Regions from separate parts of the Mus musculus genome. Here region 1 is linked to region 2. The links are chromatin contacts, called in public promoter capture Hi-C maps. All regions are on one chromosome and are shown on one strand. The core of a region is the stretch at or near the end of the contact, and the rest is flanking DNA. Distances in the headings are between cores, read along the strand shown. Region 1 holds the start of Cyp2c23 (cytochrome P450, family 2, subfamily c, polypeptide 23). Region 2 overlaps Cpn1 (carboxypeptidase N, polypeptide 1).

Region 1 (3,910 bases), core at 242-2,741, 57 kb after region 2:
CTATAGCGAACATGCAACAGCATTCTGTCTGAGTCGTCCTTATTAAAATATGCTTTCTTGTTTTGGTTTTTTTTTTTTGTTTTTTTTTTTTGTTTTTTTGTTTGTTTTTTGTTTGTTTTCAAGACAGGGTTTCTCTGGTAGCCCTGGCTGTCCTGGAACTCACTCTGTAGACCAGGCTGGCCTCGAACTCAGAAATCCACCTGCCTCTGCCACCCGAGTGCTGGGACTAAAGGCGTGCACCACCACGCCCGGCAAAATATGCTTGTCAAGGAGGGGATTGTCTGCTGTTTGCTTTAATAGTCTCAGGATCAGAGAGACATCTTGTCAGAAAATATGGACTAATTTGTTCATCTAATAAATTATTTAGTTCAAAGATTTATAATCAGAGAAATTTTTATACAGTTTCTCCATCTTGAAGACTGTGTTTTCACACAGTGAACTTACAGAGATATTACCACTCCCACTATAGCAGGAGCAGCCGAGCTGTGCTGTTACAGGAGAGTGTAGGGAGGGGAGAGGTCCTCCTTAGAAGGAGAATCACAGTTTCCCACAGATAATTTAGTATAAAACACTAATGTATACTTTTACGTTTGTGGAGCTTGCTTTTTGGTGATATATATTAATGGAACCAGCCTTTCATTTAAAATACTTTCTGGCCAGGCAGTGGTGGTGCACGCTTTTAATCCCGGCACTTTGGAGGCAGAAGCAGGCAGATTTCTACAGTTCAAGGCCAGCCTGGTCTACAGAGTGAGTTCCAGGACAGCCAGGGCTATAAAGAGAAACTCTGTCTCGAAAAAAACAAAAGACAAACAAAAGAACAAAACAAAAAACAAACAAAAAAACCACCCCCCCCAAAAAAAACCAAACCAAACCAAACCAAACCAAACCAAACCAAACCAAACCAAACCAAACCAAAACAAAACAAAACAAAACAAAACAAAAAAACCCAAAAACCCTACAAACGTTCTGATCCCAGAAACTTCTTATTTAGGAGCCAAACTAACATCTCCGAGTAGGCCGAGGCCTCTCACTATTTGCTCTGAAGTGATCCGGCTCTCGAAGGATAAGAATTATTTACATTTCTGCAATACCAAAAAGGGCACCCCAAAGAGCCTACAATATAAACAGATCTAAGCAGGCAGTGGGATAGCCAGTACCCCATGTGGTCTGAGCAGGACCAAGAGATGAGTGCCTACCTAACCTGGAAGCAACCCCCCCCCCCCCCCCCCCCCCGAGGACGAGAGCCCCTTACCTTGGAAAGCGATGCAGGGATGTCTTTGAGGTCCAATTGCAGTATATTCCCAATAATGGGAAGTGGAGTGGGGCCAGGGGGCAGTCTCCCCCCAGTGCGCATTTTTGTCCACACTGAAAGGAGGCTGAGGGACATCACCAAAACCAGGAGAGCAAGCGTAGGGAGACCCAGCAGCTCCATGTCAGCCCCGGGATGTTAACTGAAGCTGCCTGTTGTGAGCAAAGCTTAAGCCCCAATAATCGGTAGGTGGGCGTTCCCTGCCTGGGCAAAGGCTGCTCAGAGTTTTGGACTTGGGGAAAAAAAAACAAAAAAAACCCAAAAAAACAGAATGGGGTTGAGTTTGTTTGCTGGAGCCTGAGATCAAGAGGGCTGCTGCTTTTCCTTGTACTCAGAAATCCATAATTTTCTTCTTTTTTTCTGTATGTATATGATGTATGTGCACATGCTCACAGACGCATGCGCACATTATTATGTAGGTCAAAGGACAATCTTGGATGTTGGTTCTCGCTCCCCACCTTGAGATACATTCTTTATTGTTTGCCTTTGTATTGCTAAGCAATCTGGCAGTCAAACTTGTGATTCTTCTGCCCCCCACCTCCCATCTTGTCACCCGAGCACCAGGATCACAGATGCACACCACCACACCCAGCTTTATATAGATGTGGGGATTCGAACTCAGGTCACGCTTGTGCAGGGAATGCTTCCGCCTTGAGTCATCTCCCTAGCTCTTGTATTTTCTCGCTACTGTCCGACCTTCTCAGCCCTGCGAGCTCACTACATACAAAGCTGTGCTTGGTATTTCATAGGTTTCTAAGACCATTGAAATAATTACATTTACAGACTAGAAATAAGAAGCTAGGTTGCGTGCTCTGAGATGGTTTAGGAGAGTTTTCCTTGGAGAACCAGGTCTCTCATCAGTTCAACCTTTTGTGTCCATCAACAAGTAATTGAACGAAACATGGTATATGGCGTCCATCCTTAAGAAAGGATGGAATTCTGACATGCACTACAAGGTAGAGGAAGCGTGAAAACTCTATGCCAGGTGAAAGAGCAAGATACAAGATTCCACTCATATGGGGTATCTCGAATGGGCAAATTAATATACTCAGGGAGTGGATAAGAGAGGTTGGGAGGAGGGGGGAGGGGAGGCTATTGTATCACAGGTACAGAGTTTCTGTTTGAGAAGTTGGAAAGCTTCTGAAAACATTGATAACATTAGCGGTCATACACAGCACAGTGCGTGTATCTAATGCCACTGGGTTAAACACGGCAAAGTGGCTTTCATCCTTTAGATGAGGTTTTGCTATGTGGACCTGGCTGTTTGAACTTGCAGTGATTCTCCTGCCTTAGACTCCTGAACACTGAGACCACACCCAGGTCCATGCCATCACACCAGGCTAAAATGGTAAAATTTATGCTCTGGTAAATTTTACAACACTATATAAAAAAAGTGTCGATGGTTAAGAAGTTATCTTGTTTTTATTTGTATCTAAAGTGATCAATCTCTGTTGAGGTCAGGTTGGCCTTGAACTCACCCTCAATTGTAGAGTCTGGAGCATTGAGATTATAAGAATGTATCACCCTATGCTTAGTTCTTTAAAATAATAAACCTTCTGGTTGTTTTTTGAGTGGGTGGTCAAATTTACTGATTAAAAAAAAATCTAAAAATAACTGTAGAAATAAAAGGTAAGTGTGTGTAGCACTAGAATTCTTAGTTGAATGGCTTCATCTTGGCTTGTGGTCACCTCAGCGCCTGTTCTATATTGCCCACAGTAGGTTGTCAGTCATTTCCAGATCTGTATTGCCCACAGTAGGTTGTCATTTCCAGTTCTGTATTGCCCACAGCAGGTTGTCACTTGCTTTCAGTTGACAAGCTTATCTTGGCTTTGTGTTTTATTGTGACAGGTGAATCCATGAGTGCTAAGGCAGCTTTAAAGCCATCTAATCTATCAAGCCCTGACTATAACCTGGGATAGCTTGGTTTCCAAATCCTCTGTCTAGTCTCTGGAGGAACTCAGCAAGGTGTGACAAGATGTAGGAGGCCCTCCATGATCTATGCTGCCCTTCCCTTCTGACCCTGCCTTTGGGACTCCTCTTAGGTGCCCCCATCCCTACCTGTACAGTGTTTACGTGGAATTGTTTTCCATTAGTCAAAGGATCTGATGCTGCGATTTTCATAGTATCAGCTCAACTTTCTTGTAAAAAAGATTACAGCCAGAGATATACTTTAAATACCATACAGTTTCTTTTATAATGACTAGCAGTATTAAAATAGACATCAAATTAAAACTTAGAATGCTTTCATGATTCCTAAAGAAAATGTCACACTCATTTCTCTCCTCGGATTATGTGGCAACCACCTACTTTTATGTATATAGATTAGCTTGCTTGAATGTTTGATATAGTTGGACTCTTACAGTATCCTGCCTTCTGTGTCTGCTGTCACTCAGCAGACTTTCAAGGTCCATCCATGTTGTAGCATGTCACGGCCCCATTCCTTTTCATGACATGACGATGGTCTGTCCAGTCATCAGCTGTAGGGTATGCTTCAGTGTTCTTGGGTAGATATTTGTAAGTGGAATCACTGGGTCACATGATAACTATTTAACATTTCGAGGATCAGGCAAAAAGTATTCCAAAGTAAATTACAACCTGCCA
Region 2 (4,133 bases), core at 583-3,082:
GGACATGAAGTATGCAGGAACTCTTTCTATTTCAATTTTGGTGAGAAGGAGGGGGAGGACAGAGGGGGGGGAGTCATAGGGGAAGGAGAGAGGGAGGGAGGAGACACACACACACACACAGAGAGAGAGACAGACAAGTTTCCCAGATTACCCATTGTAGTGTGGCTAGGCTTCTAAGACAGCTCTGCACAAACTTAGGGTTCTAATAAAATGAACCTCTTGCTGGACGTGGCAGTTCTCTCCCTCACTCGTCTCCTGCATGATTTTAATGAGGCGCAGCTCATGTCTACGGTCCATAGATTAGAAGCACTAATTTCTACTGACTATTACAGCCAGTGAATGGCAGTTTTGTTTTGTTTTGTTTTTTAAAGATTTGTTTATTTATTTTATGTGTATGCACTGTCACTGTCTTCAGACACCAGAAGAGGGCATCAGATCCCATACAGATGGTTGTGAGCCACCATGTGGTTGCTGGGAATTGAACTCAGGACCTTTGGAAGATCAATCAGTGCTCTTAACCGCTGAGCCATCTCTCCAGCCCCTTTTAAAGATTTATTTATTTATCATATGTAAGTATGCTGTAGCTGTCTTCAGACACTCCAGAAGAGGGCGTCAGATCTTGTTACAGATGGTTGTGAGCCACCATGTGGTTGCTGGGATTTGAGTGGCAGTTTTGTAAAGGAAACTTTGAACCCCCTGGACTTGAGCACAAATAATCCAGTTTCCAGGGCTTTCCACCTCCCACGGGGTCCTGTTTGGTGATCTCACTGTGGTCCATGAGCTAATTAATGGCTCTTCCTGGACCAAGGGTCAGTTCTAAAGGTCCTGTCTTTCCATCCCAAAGGGGGCTTTCTGAAGACAGTTGGGGCTCACACAACCAGAATAGACACATCGGGTGTGAATGGGCTGGTTCTGAGAAATGTCTGGCAATTCTGTTGTAGTGCAGAGTCGGAGGGCGAACTTACACAAACTGAGCAGGCTGCATGAGGAGAAAATCAGTGCTGCACACGGAATGTATGTTGGCGAAACTGTCATCTCATGGCACGTGGCTGTAGGACCATGAGCTCAGGCCCTCTGAAACAAGCCCTTTTCTCCACATCCCAAAAGGCCAGCTTCTGCTCACCATTCCTTTCCCTGACGGAGTTTTCATCGTCATTTCTTTCCTCTTCCGGGTTAGGCAGAGGATTGAGTGGGAGGCTCAGTATTGTGCTTTACACAGGGAAACAAGTTTAACACTCAAACCATGGAGCTGGAGAGACGACTCAGCAGTCAAGAGCACACACAGGACCCAAGTTTGGTTCTCAGCCCCCCGTGTCAGGTGACTCAAAACCACCGTAACTCCAGCTCCAGGGGATCTGACGCCCTCTTCTGAACTGAGAGCACCCGCAACTAATGTCTACACACCCCACACAGACACACTAAGCGCCACCTTCCCCCCATAAAAAAACACAAATAGAATGAATCTTTTAAAAATTCAGAGCATGGCTCATGACTGTAATCTCAGCACGCTGGAGTAAGAGTTCAAGACCACCCCCGGCAAGTGAGTTTGAGGCCGGCCTAGGCGCCATGACACCTTGTGCCTCACGAAATGAAAAACAAGTCAGGACATTATTCTGGCTAGATACACCGAGTAGGCCCATGATCTTGGTTTTGTTTTGTTATTAGCTTACTTAACTGAGCTCAAAGGTCAGCGATAACCAGACATCCAACATGCCAACATGATTTTTACGTCATTTTCTAAAAAAGATTTTGTTTTATCTGTATTTGTGTGTGGGTATGTGCTGTCTGCATGGGGATGTGTTCACAAAGAGGCGGGGCATCAGATATTCCAGGAACTGGAGTTACTGGCAATTGTGAGCTGTCCAGTGTGGGGTCTCTATAAGAATGGTAGGCAGTCTATAAAGCACTGAGCCATCTCTTCAGCCCTGTCATTTTCAAGGGGACAATACTGAACCTACCCACATAAGAATGTCCCACAGAAAGGCTTTCCCCTGCTTTGTGTTCCTCGTCCCAGCCTCTACTCTTAGATATCCACGAGGATCTCAAACCATCCCACAGGAGAAAAGCCAGGGCTGCCAGGGGTGTTCTGAAGATGGCGGTAGTTACTCCCTCCCCGCAGCAGGTCCACAGCAGGATGGAATCACTCAGATTACCCAGGGCTTCCCAAATGCTGCCTCCCACAGCACAGGACTCAAGGCAAGCTTTTTTTTAAAACGCAAAGGGTCACATGGAAGAAAAGAGGAGAAGCCAGGACTCAGACACCTGGAACCTCAGTGGGTAGCGAATATTGTTGAATATCCAGCTCATCACTAGTAGGACAAAACATATCTATAAAATACTGGAGCTTTCTGCTAGCAGTCTACCATAGTGGTTCTCAACCTGTGGGTCTCAATACCTTCATGGCTGAACAGCCCTTTCACAATGGTCACCTAAGAGCACCAAAACACACAAATATTTACATTATGATTCCTAACAGCAATACATTAGAGTTATGAAGTAGCAATGAAAATGAGTTTACGGTTGGAGGTCACCACGAGGAACTGTATTAAAGGGCCACAATATTAAGAAGGTTGAGAACCACTGATCTAGTATCAGCAGAAACAATTTTGAAATATGAGTCAGAAGGTCTGTGTGTGTTCATGCACATGAGTGTGTACAAGCTGGCGTGTGCGTATTCACACACACACACCACCACCACCAACAACAACAACAACCTGCTATGAAGATCAGAGGACAACTTGCAGGAGTCAGTTCTCTTCTTCCACCATGTGGATTCTGGGAATCGAACTCAGGTCTTCAGGCTTAGCAGCAAGCACCTTTATCCCCCGGGCCAGCTTGCTGGCCCTGCACCTAGCTTTTTGGCACTGGTCCTAGGGTTCAAGCTCAGGTCCCCGTGCTTATAGAATAAGGACTTTCCCAAGTGAGCCATCTCCCAGTCCATGTCTGGGTTTAAATCTTAGATATATGAGTCTAATTTGACCTGTGAATGTAGTAACTGTCAAACAGGGCTAATGTTGGCTTCTGTTGCTTGCCACATTCACAGCCCAGTACTACAGGTGTGGAAAGAGCTTTGTGAAATCGCCAATTATCTGCTCTCTCCTCCTTTGCCACCATGGCTACCAACTTAATGGTCATTGAGGACTTGCTGCTGGAGTTGAGGGTGGTGGCTCTATGCTGCGGAGACAGAATGCAGAGAAGCCATTACTTCCTCTAGGTAAATTAACAAGGAGTGGTGCGTGCTTAATTCTTGACGGTTCTGTTGATATGAAGAATGCTTAGCAGCTCCAGATAACGATTTATCAGCTTCTGTTACCGTTTTCACTTCCTACCTGACTTTTCCAGTTGTCGGGGAGGGGCAGGTGGTGGTTAGGGCCACCGTTCTTGGAGTTGTAGTAGAAGTAGGTGTTGAGATCCGGGAAGTTGCGGTTCAGGTCCACCCCATTTGCATTGTTCCTACCAACCAGATACCCAGACATGTTTGGGCCCTAGGAGAAACAGAAAAAGGAGAAATGAGTGTTTAAAACAGAGTCCTGTATTTCAAGAGCATGGTGTAACTTTTAAAAAATACTAGTTACACTAGTTACTTTTCTATTTCTGTGATAAAATAGCAGTACCAAAATCAGCTTAAGAAAAAATGGTTCCGAAGTGGGAGGGAGGGAAGGACAGACAAATGGACAGAGGAAAGAGTGAGTTTATAATGGCCCAGAAGGCAGGGCATGGTAACAGATGCAGGAGGCTAGCTGATCACATTTAATACACACAGGAAGCAGTGAGGGAGAACAGAAAATAGAATGAGGCTGTACATGCTCAAGGCACACCCACAGCAATGCACTTCCTCTAGCAAGCTCCTAAAGAAGGCTCCATAGCCTCCCCCACCATCAACGGAGAGACCAAGTGCTCACAGACACAAGCCTACGGGGGAGATTTCTCATCCAAACCAACACACTAGCTTTTCTATGAAATGGTGAGGCATTATTGTCACCTTCCGGCTTCCAGTGTCCCAGTTTGCGGGGGGCGGGGATTCAAAGTTCTGGGGGCTCCCGTGAGAAGCTCTAGCGGGAGCAACCCCTAGATTTGTAAAGAGAGCGGCACAGAATTGCTTGCTTAAAGAAGACAATTCAATGAGTTTTAGC

Evidence for each region. Promoter capture Hi-C pulls out the DNA fragments that hold promoters and counts their contacts.
Region 1: a promoter capture Hi-C map of liver shows a contact between it and region 2. The contact joins the promoter of Cyp2c23 here to the enhancer-like site in region 2. A contact is called at or near these places in 5 of 39 promoter capture datasets (the 3T3-L1 cell line, 3T3-L1-derived adipocytes and liver), 8 of 484 Hi-C or Micro-C datasets (cortical neurons, embryonic stem cells, liver and 1 more), 3 of 115 datasets of contacts at active chromatin or transcription factors (bone marrow-derived macrophages, embryonic fibroblasts and embryonic stem cells) and 3 of 9 other capture datasets (adipose tissue, embryonic stem cells and liver).

Annotation. Positions count from the first base shown.
Region 1 is chr19:44,027,756-44,031,665 of GRCm38.p6, forward strand. Cyp2c23 (cytochrome P450, family 2, subfamily c, polypeptide 23) reads right to left here and starts at 1,492. Exons shown (of 9, transcript NM_001001446.3): 1 at 1,253-1,492. The coding sequence starts at 1,432.
Region 2 is chr19:43,970,604-43,974,736 of GRCm38.p6, forward strand. Cpn1 (carboxypeptidase N, polypeptide 1) reads right to left here. Exons shown (of 9, transcript NM_030703.2): 3 at 3,330-3,485. Among named protein-coding and RNA genes, the nearest start is that of Cpn1, 14 kb to the right of the region's middle. Within about 2 kb of position 1,833, at least 3 of the 459 cell types and tissues checked have an H3K27ac peak or open chromatin away from gene starts, as enhancers often do. A contact at or near this core is called in liver, where this site is marked.